Linked DNA regions of Mus musculus: regions 2 and 3 are each linked to region 1. A link is a contact called in public ChIA-PET and HiChIP or PLAC-seq data. All regions are on one chromosome and are shown on one strand. Each heading gives the region's core, a stretch centred on a gene start, on an enhancer-like site or on the middle of the called end of the contact. The rest is flanking DNA. Distances are from core to core; before and after follow the strand shown.

The links. ChIA-PET counts read pairs in DNA pulled down with a chosen protein or histone mark. HiChIP or PLAC-seq counts read pairs in DNA pulled down with a chosen protein or histone mark.
Region 2: a contact with region 1 is called in an RNA polymerase II ChIA-PET map of memory CD8 T cells, with 64 read pairs. The contact joins the enhancer-like site here to the promoter of Arl8b in region 1. A contact is called at or near these places in 2 of 484 Hi-C or Micro-C datasets (CD8 T cells and nephron progenitors) and 4 of 115 datasets of contacts at active chromatin or transcription factors (bone marrow-derived macrophages, effector CD8 T cells, memory CD8 T cells and 1 more).
Region 3: a FOXA1 HiChIP or PLAC-seq map of pancreatic cancer cells shows a contact between it and region 1. The contact joins the enhancer-like site here to the promoter of Arl8b in region 1. A contact is called at or near these places in 3 of 484 Hi-C or Micro-C datasets (double positive thymocytes and embryonic stem cells), 3 of 115 datasets of contacts at active chromatin or transcription factors (effector CD8 T cells, embryonic stem cells and pancreatic cancer cells) and 3 of 9 other capture datasets (adipose tissue, liver and pancreatic islet).

What each region holds. Positions count from the first base shown.
Region 1 is chr6:108,781,250-108,784,866 of GRCm38.p6, reverse strand. Arl8b (ADP-ribosylation factor-like 8B) reads right to left here and starts at 1,808. Exons shown (of 7, transcript NM_026011.3): 1 at 1,490-1,808. The coding sequence starts at 1,612.
Region 2 is chr6:108,920,833-108,924,463 of GRCm38.p6, reverse strand. No RefSeq gene overlaps it. Among named protein-coding and RNA genes, the nearest start is that of Gm6749, 42 kb to the right of the region's middle. Within about 2 kb of position 1,708, at least 33 of the 459 cell types and tissues checked have an H3K27ac peak or open chromatin away from gene starts, as enhancers often do. A contact at or near this core is called in CD8 T cells, effector CD8 T cells and memory CD8 T cells, where this site is marked.
Region 3 is chr6:108,569,043-108,572,708 of GRCm38.p6, reverse strand. No RefSeq gene overlaps it. Among named protein-coding and RNA genes, the nearest start is that of Gm44040, 35 kb to the right of the region's middle. Within about 2 kb of position 1,613, at least 360 of the 459 cell types and tissues checked have an H3K27ac peak or open chromatin away from gene starts, as enhancers often do. A contact at or near this core is called in adipose tissue, double positive thymocytes, effector CD8 T cells and 4 more, where this site is marked.

The sequences.
Region 1 (3,617 bases), core at 559-3,058:
CAAGGCTGCTAAGATCCAGATTGCAAATCCAGAACTGCATGGCATAAAAGTTCAGGCTTGTTATATATATCAAGCTACACTGCCCAGTGATAATACAGGCATGAGAGTAAGCAGTACATCTCTTAAATCCTACTCATTGGTGCAGGTCCTTGCATTAACTCCTCCGCAGCAAATACAACTGGCCATCCCAACACACCCACGTGTACCATTTCGATCTTGCCCAAGGGACAGGAGTCCCGAGGAAACTCCAATTCTTATCTAGGGTAACAGAAAATGAACAGCTTGAAGCCTGTAGAAAAGTTCTAGTATGAAAGAGTCTAAAGTCTGTTCTGCCTTGTTCTCTTGGGGTCGGGGTAGAGGCAACATAGAAAGAGCCTAACATGAAGTTCGGGAAAGTTTCCTTACACTTATATATTCAGCCATCTTCGAAAGAGATTTGAGCCTCCGCTCCTCTCTCTGACGCCTGTTGCTCTATTACTACAGGGACTGAGTCACACGTTACCTAGGTTTTCCCAGGGCAGTGTGTAGCCAAACCAGTCGGGCAGCTCAGCTGTCTCCTGTGTGAGGATTGCAACAATCCTCTTGAAGGTCTAGGAACTGCCGCCACTTCTCATCAGAACAATTGTAAAGCTCAACCCTCTAAGTACAGCCCTAAAACTGTGCAATGACTCCTTGGCTCCAAAGACTGACATTCACGCCCATTCCTTTCCCAACCAATCAAAGACGCAAAACTCAACGACCACTCTCCCACCGAATTCACATTATATTTACTAGGCAACTTCCCTGAGCCTCCATAAGCTACGTCCCAATCCAAACAAATTCCTTCTGCAAGAGGGAAGAAAAAAAAAAATCTCTCTAAAGACCAAAGCCTGCAAACTTTATGTTGAATGCAGATCCATCTATCTACCCGTTTAACACAATCAGCTGTGGAGAAACCGAGACTCGCCTCGCCCTTGCTCCCTGTCTTAGAAAATACTGGGATCTGAATGGTCTCTCCAACAGCTTCCCCCAGTAAGCTAGGTCATCAGTTTGCTCTCCGACGCTCCATGGACAAGTGACAAAGACCAAGCGAACTGGAGGCGCCGAGGCTCCCCCTGGCATTCACAGAAGCGCCCACACGGGTTGCCTGCTTTCACAATGCGACTCCATCGTCCCAAGTGGAGACTTAGGAGAGGCGTCCCCTTCGCAGGCGTTCTGGAAAAGGCCAGGCTCACCCGTCCGGGTGAACAAGTGACAGGTTGGAATTAACCCTTCAGCCTCTACGGCCCGAAAGGCAGCAAGTGTGGCAGACTCGGATTAACCCTTTCCAGGCCGTGTTAAAGGCACAGCCCCCACCACCACCACCAAAACGCAACGTGGAATTGACCCTCCTGCTGCCGACCCTCCGGCTACAACTCCGAGGCCCACACACGCAGGATCGCCCGGCCCGGCCTTCGGGGAGGTGACAGGCGCGAGACGCCGGCCAGGCCGCCCGCAGAGGGCTGCTCACCGCGATGACATTGACGAAGGTGGTCTTGCCGGAGTACTGCAGCCCCACGAGCGTCAGTTCCATCTCCTCCTTCCAGAAGAGCGAACGGAACCAGTCCAGCAGGCGGGAGATGAGCGCCAGCATGGCGGCGGCCGGCTGCGAGCGTGGACGGGCGCGGACGACAGCGGACACTCTTTCCCACGAGCGGGTATCGGCCCCGAACCCGCCAACGGCTCTTCGGCGGGGCCCCTGGCGCGACGCGGGCAGACAGAGGCTGGCGGCAGCGACGGCCGGAGCCAGGAAGCCCAGCGGGTCATATGACTCGCCCTACCCCCCCCACGCCTGGCCCAGCGCAGGCGCGGAAGCGCACGGAAAGAGCGGCGCGGTCCCGTAGACTCCCAGCGCCCTCCGGCGACATCGCCACCTGATGGTGAATCCCACGACACACCCTTCCCTCGCCTTGGTGCCAATTCACTTGTCACATGCCTTTCCTCTTTTCTTTTCTTTCTTTCTTTTTTTTTTTCCCCCCAAATTATGGGTCTCCCAGCAAACGCATGTCAACAATTTCAGTACTTGAGAGGTGGAGGCAGGAGGATCAAGAGTTCAATAAACACAGAAGGTGGGGTTACAGAAATGACTCGGTGGTTAAAAGTGCTTGAGGCTCTTTCAGAAGACCCAAGTTCAGGACCCAGCACCCACACCTGGCAGCCCTCATCAGCCTGTAACTTCAACTCTGGGGGATCCAGATCTAGGGCTTTCTGACCTTGTACATTCTGCAAACATATGCGCATACTCCCACAACGAAACACATAAATAATAATAATCTTTAAAAAAAAACAAAGAGTTGGTCCTCGTTCACTTTTTGATTGAATTTTCCTATAATTGTTCATTGGCAATGTACCCTGAAGGAAAAAGTTAATACTCGGAGGAATTGAACACGGAATAAAAAAAAAAAAAAATCAGAATCTGGGATGGGGATGTAACCCAGTGGTAGAATGCTTGCCTGGCCTGTATGGAGCACTCTGGGTCTAACTAGGGCTCAAGGGAGGATGGGGCAGAGGCAGTGATCCGAATGTAAAGTGAATAAATAAATGAATTAATTAATAGGGAAAATTTCTTTCCCAGCATGTGAAAGACACAGGGTTTGTTTCTAACACAGCAAAACATTAGTGACAGCAAAATCCCTGCCCTCCTGCGGGTTACAGTCCAGTGTGGAGAACAGAACATATACAGCAAACAAACGAGAAAATGCCACGTGGTACTTAACACTATAAAGAAGAGGAACAGAGAAGAAGCTGGAGCCGGCCTGCTTGTCTTTAAGTCAGGTGGTCCTGAGTGGAAAGGCTTGAGGGAAGTGAGAAGGAGAAGCAGGCTGACGTTTGGTAGAAGCACATTCCAGGAAAAGACCCTGAATGGGGAAGGACAGTGAAGTGGTTTGGACTTTGAAGGATGGTGTGCCTGGGGCGAGGGGGAAATGATGGAATTATATTTTAACTGAAAATATATTTTTAAAAAGGAACTCCAGCTGGCTGCCCCAACTTCCCCAGTTGATTTCTGCTTCATATTTGTAAATCTCTAACTTAATGGATGCTTTCTTTGTTAGCTCTCTCCATCAGCTACTCTAGTCATCTCTGCTGGATGTTGTGACCTTGCAGTTTGATGGAGTGGGGCTACCAGTCTACTACTTGCTATTTATCCTTTTACTTTCACTTGCTGTACACTTAAGAAGTTCATTTAAAACCAAAAGTGTAGCTATTGTAGGTTATTCTCTGGACAGTACCCAACACTGGCAAAGATCGGTGGAAGCCTGGAGTAGGGAGAGGTGGAAGAGAATTCAGGGACCAGAGGGAGTGGGATATGGTGGCACGAGTTTGGACTTGATTATACAAGATGGGAAGACAGAAGGTAGCCTGAAGACTTAATTGTTTTTACTGTGTGTGTGACTTGCCTGCACATGTGTCTTCGCACCACATGCATGTGGTACCTGAGAAAAGCAGAAGAGGATATTGGGTCCCCTGGAACTGGAGTTACAGACAGACAGTTGTTGACCTCCATGGTGGTCCTCTGCAAGAGCAGCAAGCACTCAACTGCTGTGGTACCTCTGTAGCCCCTATGAAAAGACTGACTGTGTGTGTGTGTGTGTGTGTGT
Region 2 (3,631 bases), core at 459-2,958, 140 kb before region 1:
GGAGGAGGAGGAGGAGGAGGAGGACGAGGACGAGGAGGAGGAGGAGGATGGGGTAAAAGATTAGTTGAGCATTATTTTTGTCTTTCCCTACTTATTGACTGATCTTTCTCTGAAGAGCTTAAAAGAAAAGCCAAGGAGGCCAACTTATGTCCAAGCTATTTGTTTGGTTTTTTTTCCTGGTCCTATATGTGAATTATCTACTTATGTTTCTATATCTAAAACTACACACTGTATGTATAAAACAGGTATGGCAGCATATATTTGTAGTCCCAGCACTTGGGATTCTGAGACAAGAGGACTGCCAAGAATTTGAGGCAAGCCTTTGCTGAGTACTACATCCAGAGCAACATAAGACCCTGTCTCAAAAATAAGTGTGCATCCATAAAATAGGGATAATATTATAGTTTCTGCCTGCCCATAGTAGATTGTATAGTATTCCTTAGGAAGATACAACTATATTCTAGCCCCTGGAATCTGTGACTATGACCTTATTTGTAAGACATTAATAATAATTTTTATAGATATAACTACGTTAAGGGTATCAAAGTAAAATTCATTCTAGACCAGCTTGGTAGGTTCTAAATTTAGCATGTATCCTTACAGCAGACTGAAGTGACCTCTGTCATGTAAAGATATGAGCAGATATTGTAGTCGTGGATTTATAGTTCAAGGAGTGCTTAAAGATACCAGAATATTATAAGATCAAGGAGGAATTTTTCTCTGGAGGATTTGCAAGGGACCAGGTCCTGTCAATACCTTGATTTTAGACTCCAGGCTCCAGAATAATGAGCAAATAAATACTGTTTTTAATAAAATTGCATTATTTTCTTGATAGATTTAAATAATTTTTTAAATCATATCCACACCTCTCCCAGCTCCTCTGGTTTGCCCTCCCTACCTTTTCCTCTCTATCCACCCAACTTTGAATTTTCTTTTTCCCCAGATTCCAGCTTGTGCTGCCTACCTTCTCCTGGAGTGGGCCTGCCCTGGAGTGCGGTGGACATAGCAAAGGGCACATCATTAAAGAAAACTGACTCCTTTTTATTGTTTTAAGACAAGGCATCCATAGCAATTAGTTATGGGAGGCAAGGAAAACAAGCATATCACTGGAATAAAATTGTTACTGATTTTGAGAGAAGCAAATCCCTTCTCAAGCCAGCCTGTGACTGCACTGATCTGCGAGCATGAACAAATACTTAGGACACCTGGACAATGTACAAAGAGAGACTTGTGAATACTCATCCCTAAACATTATATATTTATCAGGATTGGGGAACCCTGAAGAAGAGGAGTCAGAAAGGGTGTAAGAGCCAGGGAGAGTTTCCAATTCAACCCTAGCTCAATTTGTCCATGTCCTGCAACCTAAGCATGCAATGCCTTCAGCAATATGGCCTTAGCGTCTGGTTTGGGCGTGCAGTTATAATAGCCTTTATGGTTTGTGGAGCCTCAGAGGCTTTCATAGCAACTATGATGATTTACCCACAGATTCACTGATGTTGTCACCAGAATTCAGTTCCATGTGGTAGTAGGCCTGAGATTCTCACTTCTTTGCTGTCAGGGAATACCATCATCTTCTGGAAATGTTCGCATGTTTAGGTTCTTCCACGTCTTCTTCAGTTTCTGGTAAAGCCAGCAATAGCACATGGAGTCTATCTCAGACCTTGGGTTTCCCCTACCTCCCCATCGACCACATCCACTTCCTCCTCTTCTGTATCCTGTGCTCTCTTTCCTGTGTTAAACAGCTCATGGGGTTACACTATGTGCACATCAGTAATGTAAGATATACTCTCCAATCCAACGTTGCTGATTAGAAACCTTAATTTGCAAAGTCCCTTCACACCCGGGTATTTGACTTTATGGTCACGAGACAAGAAAGGGATATATCCCAGTGGTTGGGGTATAGCTTTACAATTCTTCCAACTACAGATAATCTATTCTAAGCTTTTTTAAGTGTTAGGCAAATGTTATAATTACTCAAAATGTACCTATATTCTAAAATGAAAATGGGACATGAACTACATGTATAGTAATTAGATTAAATGAGATAATATAAGGTTTCTAGCTCAGCTACTACTAATAGATACTTGTTGTCTCTGTCTCGTAAGAGCAAAATCTTGTCTCCAAGCATAACAGGGTATTGTGTGTGTGTGTGTGTGTGTGTGTGTGTGTGTGTGTGTGTGTGTGTGTGTCAGAGTATCATTAATACTGTCAGGGATTGGTGCTTGCCCATGGGCTGGTTTTTGGTTGGCCATTCCCTCAGACTCCAGTCCCTGAATTTCTTGTGACAGAATAAGGATCCAAAGTTTTGTGGGTGGGTTGGCATCCCTATCGCTCTACCGAAATTACTGCCTAGCCACAGGAGGCAGCCTCCCCAGGCTCCGTATCCCCAATGTTTCAAGTCACAGCTAAGGACACCCCCTCCCCCATTGATTCTTGGGTGCCTTCCCTATCCCAGGTCTCTTCCTGTAGATAACCCCTATTCCCTCCCTGTCCCTTGCAAGTTTCTATTCATTCTCATGGCCTTGGGCCACCCCCCTTCCCTCTCCCCACAACTAACCCCCAACCCCTCCACTATGCCTCTCCCAATCCCCTCTCCCACCCAGTTCCCTCAGTGGGAGAAGAAGCACCCAGCCTTGCAAAGACTTGAAGTGCCAAGGTGGGAAGATACCCAAGGGGGGAACCCCCCACCTGCTCAAAGGAAAAGGAAAGGGGAGAAAGGGGGAAGTATTATCGGGGGGATGATCAGGAGGAGGCAGTGAGTGGGATGTAAAGTGAATAAGTAAAAAATAAATTACTAATTTAAAAAAGAGTAGACTTTTGTGCCCTTATGGGTCTGTGTCCTTCCCACCACTTTCTGAACCTGTACAATCTCAGTAAAACTATCTTGGATTGGGGGAGGGAATAGAATATGGAGTGTAAAAAATAATTTTAAAAAAAAAAGACTGTCCGTCAAAATCTTCAGCCCATTCCTGGACATTTGCAAGGGAGGGCGATACCTAAGCCAGGCAACAGAAGTCCTTACAGAGTTTGAATCTTGAGAGGAATAACTCAAGTACTAATTGACTGATACTCTCTGACACACTGCCAAAAATGACATAAGAAGTAGTATTCATGGAAAACATAGTTAGCTCCTGAAAAGCATTTCAAACTGCAGAGCATTGCCAAAAGACATAAAGACAGCCTAAAGTAATAGAGAACTATATTATTCCGAGATCATGAAACCCACTGTTCCTAGCTTGTCAATCTCCCCCACATTTATCTACATAGACACTGAAATATTATAAAGACCCTAACAGATTTTTTTATATAAATTGACAAGTTAAACCCAAAGTTCAAATGAAGGATATACCGTAGCTTAAACCATGAAAAAAAATGGGTCATTTACATTCCTCAGTCTCAAGAATCAATCTACAATATTCCAAATCATATGGTGCTTACATAAATACAGCCAAGATAAAGCTAAACCTTGGCCTTGAAATCATGCCACTAAACCTGTAAAACTGTTACATGAAAATATGTAATGGTCTTGTTATATACACCCCAAAATAGGAATTCTACACTATGAAAATCATAGATTTCTGCCCATTAAAGGGAGCATCACAACAATGAGAAAGCTCAGTGAGGCAATGTA
Region 3 (3,666 bases), core at 364-2,863, 210 kb after region 1:
GTATTCAGTAAGACTGGTCACGCAGGATGAGTCTGAGAACAGAGGGGTGGAGCTTCTGTAGTATTAAGAAGGACACGAGGTCTCACTTGAGCCAAATATTGGAGCAATAACAACCAACCAGACCCCCAGAGCTCCCAGAGACTAAACTGCCAACCGAAGAAGACCCATGGCTCTCAGCTGTGTATGTAGCAGAGGGTGACTTTATCTGCCATCAATGGGAGGGGAGGCCCTTGGTCCTGTGGAGGCTCAATACCCCAGCATAGGGAATGCTAGGTCAGTAAGGTGGGAGTGGGTGGGTCCCTGGGTGTGGACTCTCATAGAAGCAGGAGGGGCCATAGGAGAGGGGGTTAGCAGAGGGGAAACCAGAAAGGGGATAACAGTTGAAATGTAAATAAATAAAATATCCAATTTAAAAAATTTTTTAAAAGGAAGTGAGGGATGGTGGTACGTAGCTTACATTTTGGTGGCATGTATAAGGGCTTAAGACTTAGGTTTACTCTCCTGTTTTATTTGTTTGTTTATTTAAGGAAGAAAATGAAATGTGGGGTTATGTGTACCCACATATAAAAATATTGTCCAGAAATTGACAACCAAGCAAAACTTTATGCTACCTAGCGAGATAAAAGTGGGACACTTGTTCATCTAAATCCTTTCCCAGGAACGCCCCACCTTACTAAATGCCATTGGTCGGGTTCAAAATAATGTTAAAAACAAAAAAGTGGGGTGTGGTGGCTCACATCTGTAACTCCAGCCCTATGCACTTGGGAGCTGGAGGCAAGGGGGGTCAGAAGTTTATAGTCAGTCTAAGCCTGGACTACGTGAGATCATGCAAGACGCAAACCAGGGAAAACGTGCTTTTCTCAAGGAACTGGCTTTATTGAGTGTCCGTGGACTAAGAACGCACCATGTGGCTAAGATAGGGATTTTGAAAAATCAATGCAGTCTGGCGGCTTCTGGAAGCTGCAGGAATATACCTTAAGTTAGGTGTTGAAGTAAGAGGAGAAGTGTTGGTGTTCTGACTCTGCAGGAGCCTGGCTTATGAGGCAACAGGCCTAATAGACTCACAGGAAGCTTGGATAGGTGGCCCCCACACAATGGATGGATGCCCATGATTACTGCCTGCCTTGTGCTGAGAAGTCACAGGAATTTTGATAACCGCGACTTAAGAGTGTTTGCATGCAGCCATAAAGTGGGAGACTTTAGCAGGTCCTGGTGACTTCCCTCACAGGACTCCCACGGGGCAATGTGTGTGCAGCTTTTGACACCCACTTCCTTTTCTGCAGAAACGCCCTCTCTTCTAATGTTGCCGACCTAGACACCCCCTCCTTTCTACCAGAGCTAGCTGCCTTTGCTGCTGCCTCAACCGCACCCACGGACTTCCTCAAATCCCTACAGCCCACACTGGAGCTTACTTTGCTGGATCTGGATCAGAACAGGGGTCTCGGAGTGCTGCGGGGGTGGGAGGGTGGGGGACGCCCTGGAGGGCGTGGCGAAGACGAAGCCCCGCCCTGAGATTTGAGCTGGCTGCTCTGCAGAGGTCCACGTGAGCTGTTCCCCTGCTTGCCCTTGGCAGTTCGCAGACGGGTGCAGCGGGGCTGGGGCGAGGGAGTGCCTGGGAACAGTCTGTGTGCTCCTGGCGCTGTGCCTTGCAGCTGGCGGGAGGGTGGGGTCGCCCTGCCCTGCTGGGAGCTGCTGACCGGAAAGCTGGTTGGGGATGGGAGCCCCTTGGTTCCCCCACTCCTGCTCAGAGTCTGGGGACCTTGAACGTGAGGTAGACAGGCTCTGGATAGAATTACCATTTGGACCACAGAAAGACTCAAAGGCACTTTTCTGTCTGCCCCCCTGCCCTGTGACCTTTGCTAAGTCATTTGATCTGGGGCTTCAGTTTCCCCAATTGTCCTGAGGAGTTGAGGCTTGAAAGTGGCCAGGGAGGACACAACATGTCATGTCACATTACATTCAAAACATGTCTAGTGAGTATTTAGGATGTTCATCCATGCCCTCCCTCATCCCGGGGTTCTGGTGCCTAGCGCCAGCACTGTGCCAGTTAGGTGCTGAGGATCCAGACTGGGCAATGAGGCCAGTTTGGTCTCAGCTTCCTCACCCAGCTACAAATTGGCTTCAAAGGTCATGAGAAAAGGCGAGGCCTATGACGTACTTCCTGTAGTCCCTGGCACAAAATGGGCTCCTAACCCAAGCAACTGGCTTCCGGCTGTACAGAGGGTTTGGAGACAGCTGTTCCTATGAGACTGGCCTGGTCTGGAGAAGTGGAAACAGACCTTGCAAGCTGGGTGTGCACAGCGCCGAGCAGGGCTCAGTTTCCACGTTGCTGGCTAGCCAAGAAGGAATGCAATTACTCAGTAAGCACACTCCCATTGATCCCTGCCTTAGCAAAAGCGTCTCAGCGTTGCTGTCAAATTTCCAATCCAACCCCTGTTAAAAAAAAGAAAAGAAAAAAAAGAGAAAAAGAAAGAAAGGAAGGAAGGAAGGAAGGAAGGAAGGAAGAAAGAAAGAAAGAAAGAAAGAAAGAAAGAAAGAAAGAAAGAAAGCCCAACGAACGGTTCATGGACGTTTCCCCCCTGAATTCACACTTTCTAATGAATAAGAAGAAAACAAGATTGGCCTACATCAGAGGTGATTTGTGTATCAGGATGAAATTACAAGCATTTAATGGCAGAGTTGGTAAAAAAAAAAAAAAAAAAAAAAAAAAAAAAAACAACACATAGTCTTCATCCGTCACTGTGGCTCTCAGCTCTAAGTCTGGAAACTAGTCATACTTTGTGCCTTAGGGATAATATAAAAAAATACTGCTGCCCCTGCTGCCGCTAGGTGGTCCTCAACAGCTGTTTCTGTTTTGATGCTATAGACTCCTGTTGTGACCTTAGTTTCACCTTTTTCCTGCCAGTAGCCACTGTAAGGTCCTGTTGCTACAAGAATTAAGGGAAAACCCATTAGCAATGAGTTATAACCACACCCCTGACTTCTGCAGAATGTTGAGTAAATCAAACTTCTGTTCTTTCTGGAAAAAACCTGCAGCTGAAACTGGGATCAGGGCTAAAGAAACCCAGCTGGATTCCGTGTCTGCCTGCCCCTGGCAGTTTCTGTTATGATCTGTTTATCATACAACATTTTTTTTTTTTTTTGAGGATGTGACTAGCTTTTCTAAGTCTAAGATGATGACATCCACTGTGGGAGGCCTCACGCCTAAAAGACACAGGAACAGCCCATTAATCCTGACCCCTCTGCTCAACGCTTGTTGAAGTCAGTGGTCTGTTCACACGTATTAACAGTTCTCAGAAAACAGTAGCTATTGGCTAGTGTTATCTATGAATAGTAACTTAAAGATGAATAAAACATGAAGAATTTCTGGGCTCAACACTTTCAATTAGCCCCACCCCCTTTTTTTTTATTTCAATCTTTTAAAAAGTTGGTGAGTTTAGATGATAATGTCTATGACTCTTAAGATTGCTATAAAAGGCTGGGCGTGGTGGCGCATGCCTTTAATCCCAGCACTCCGGAGGCAGAGGCAGGCAGATTTCTGAGTTCAAGGCCAGCCTGGTCTACAAAGTGAGTTCCAGGACAGCCAGGGCTATACAGAGAAACCCTGTCTTGAAAAAACAAACAAACAAACAAACAAACAAACAAAAACAAACAAACAAAAAGATC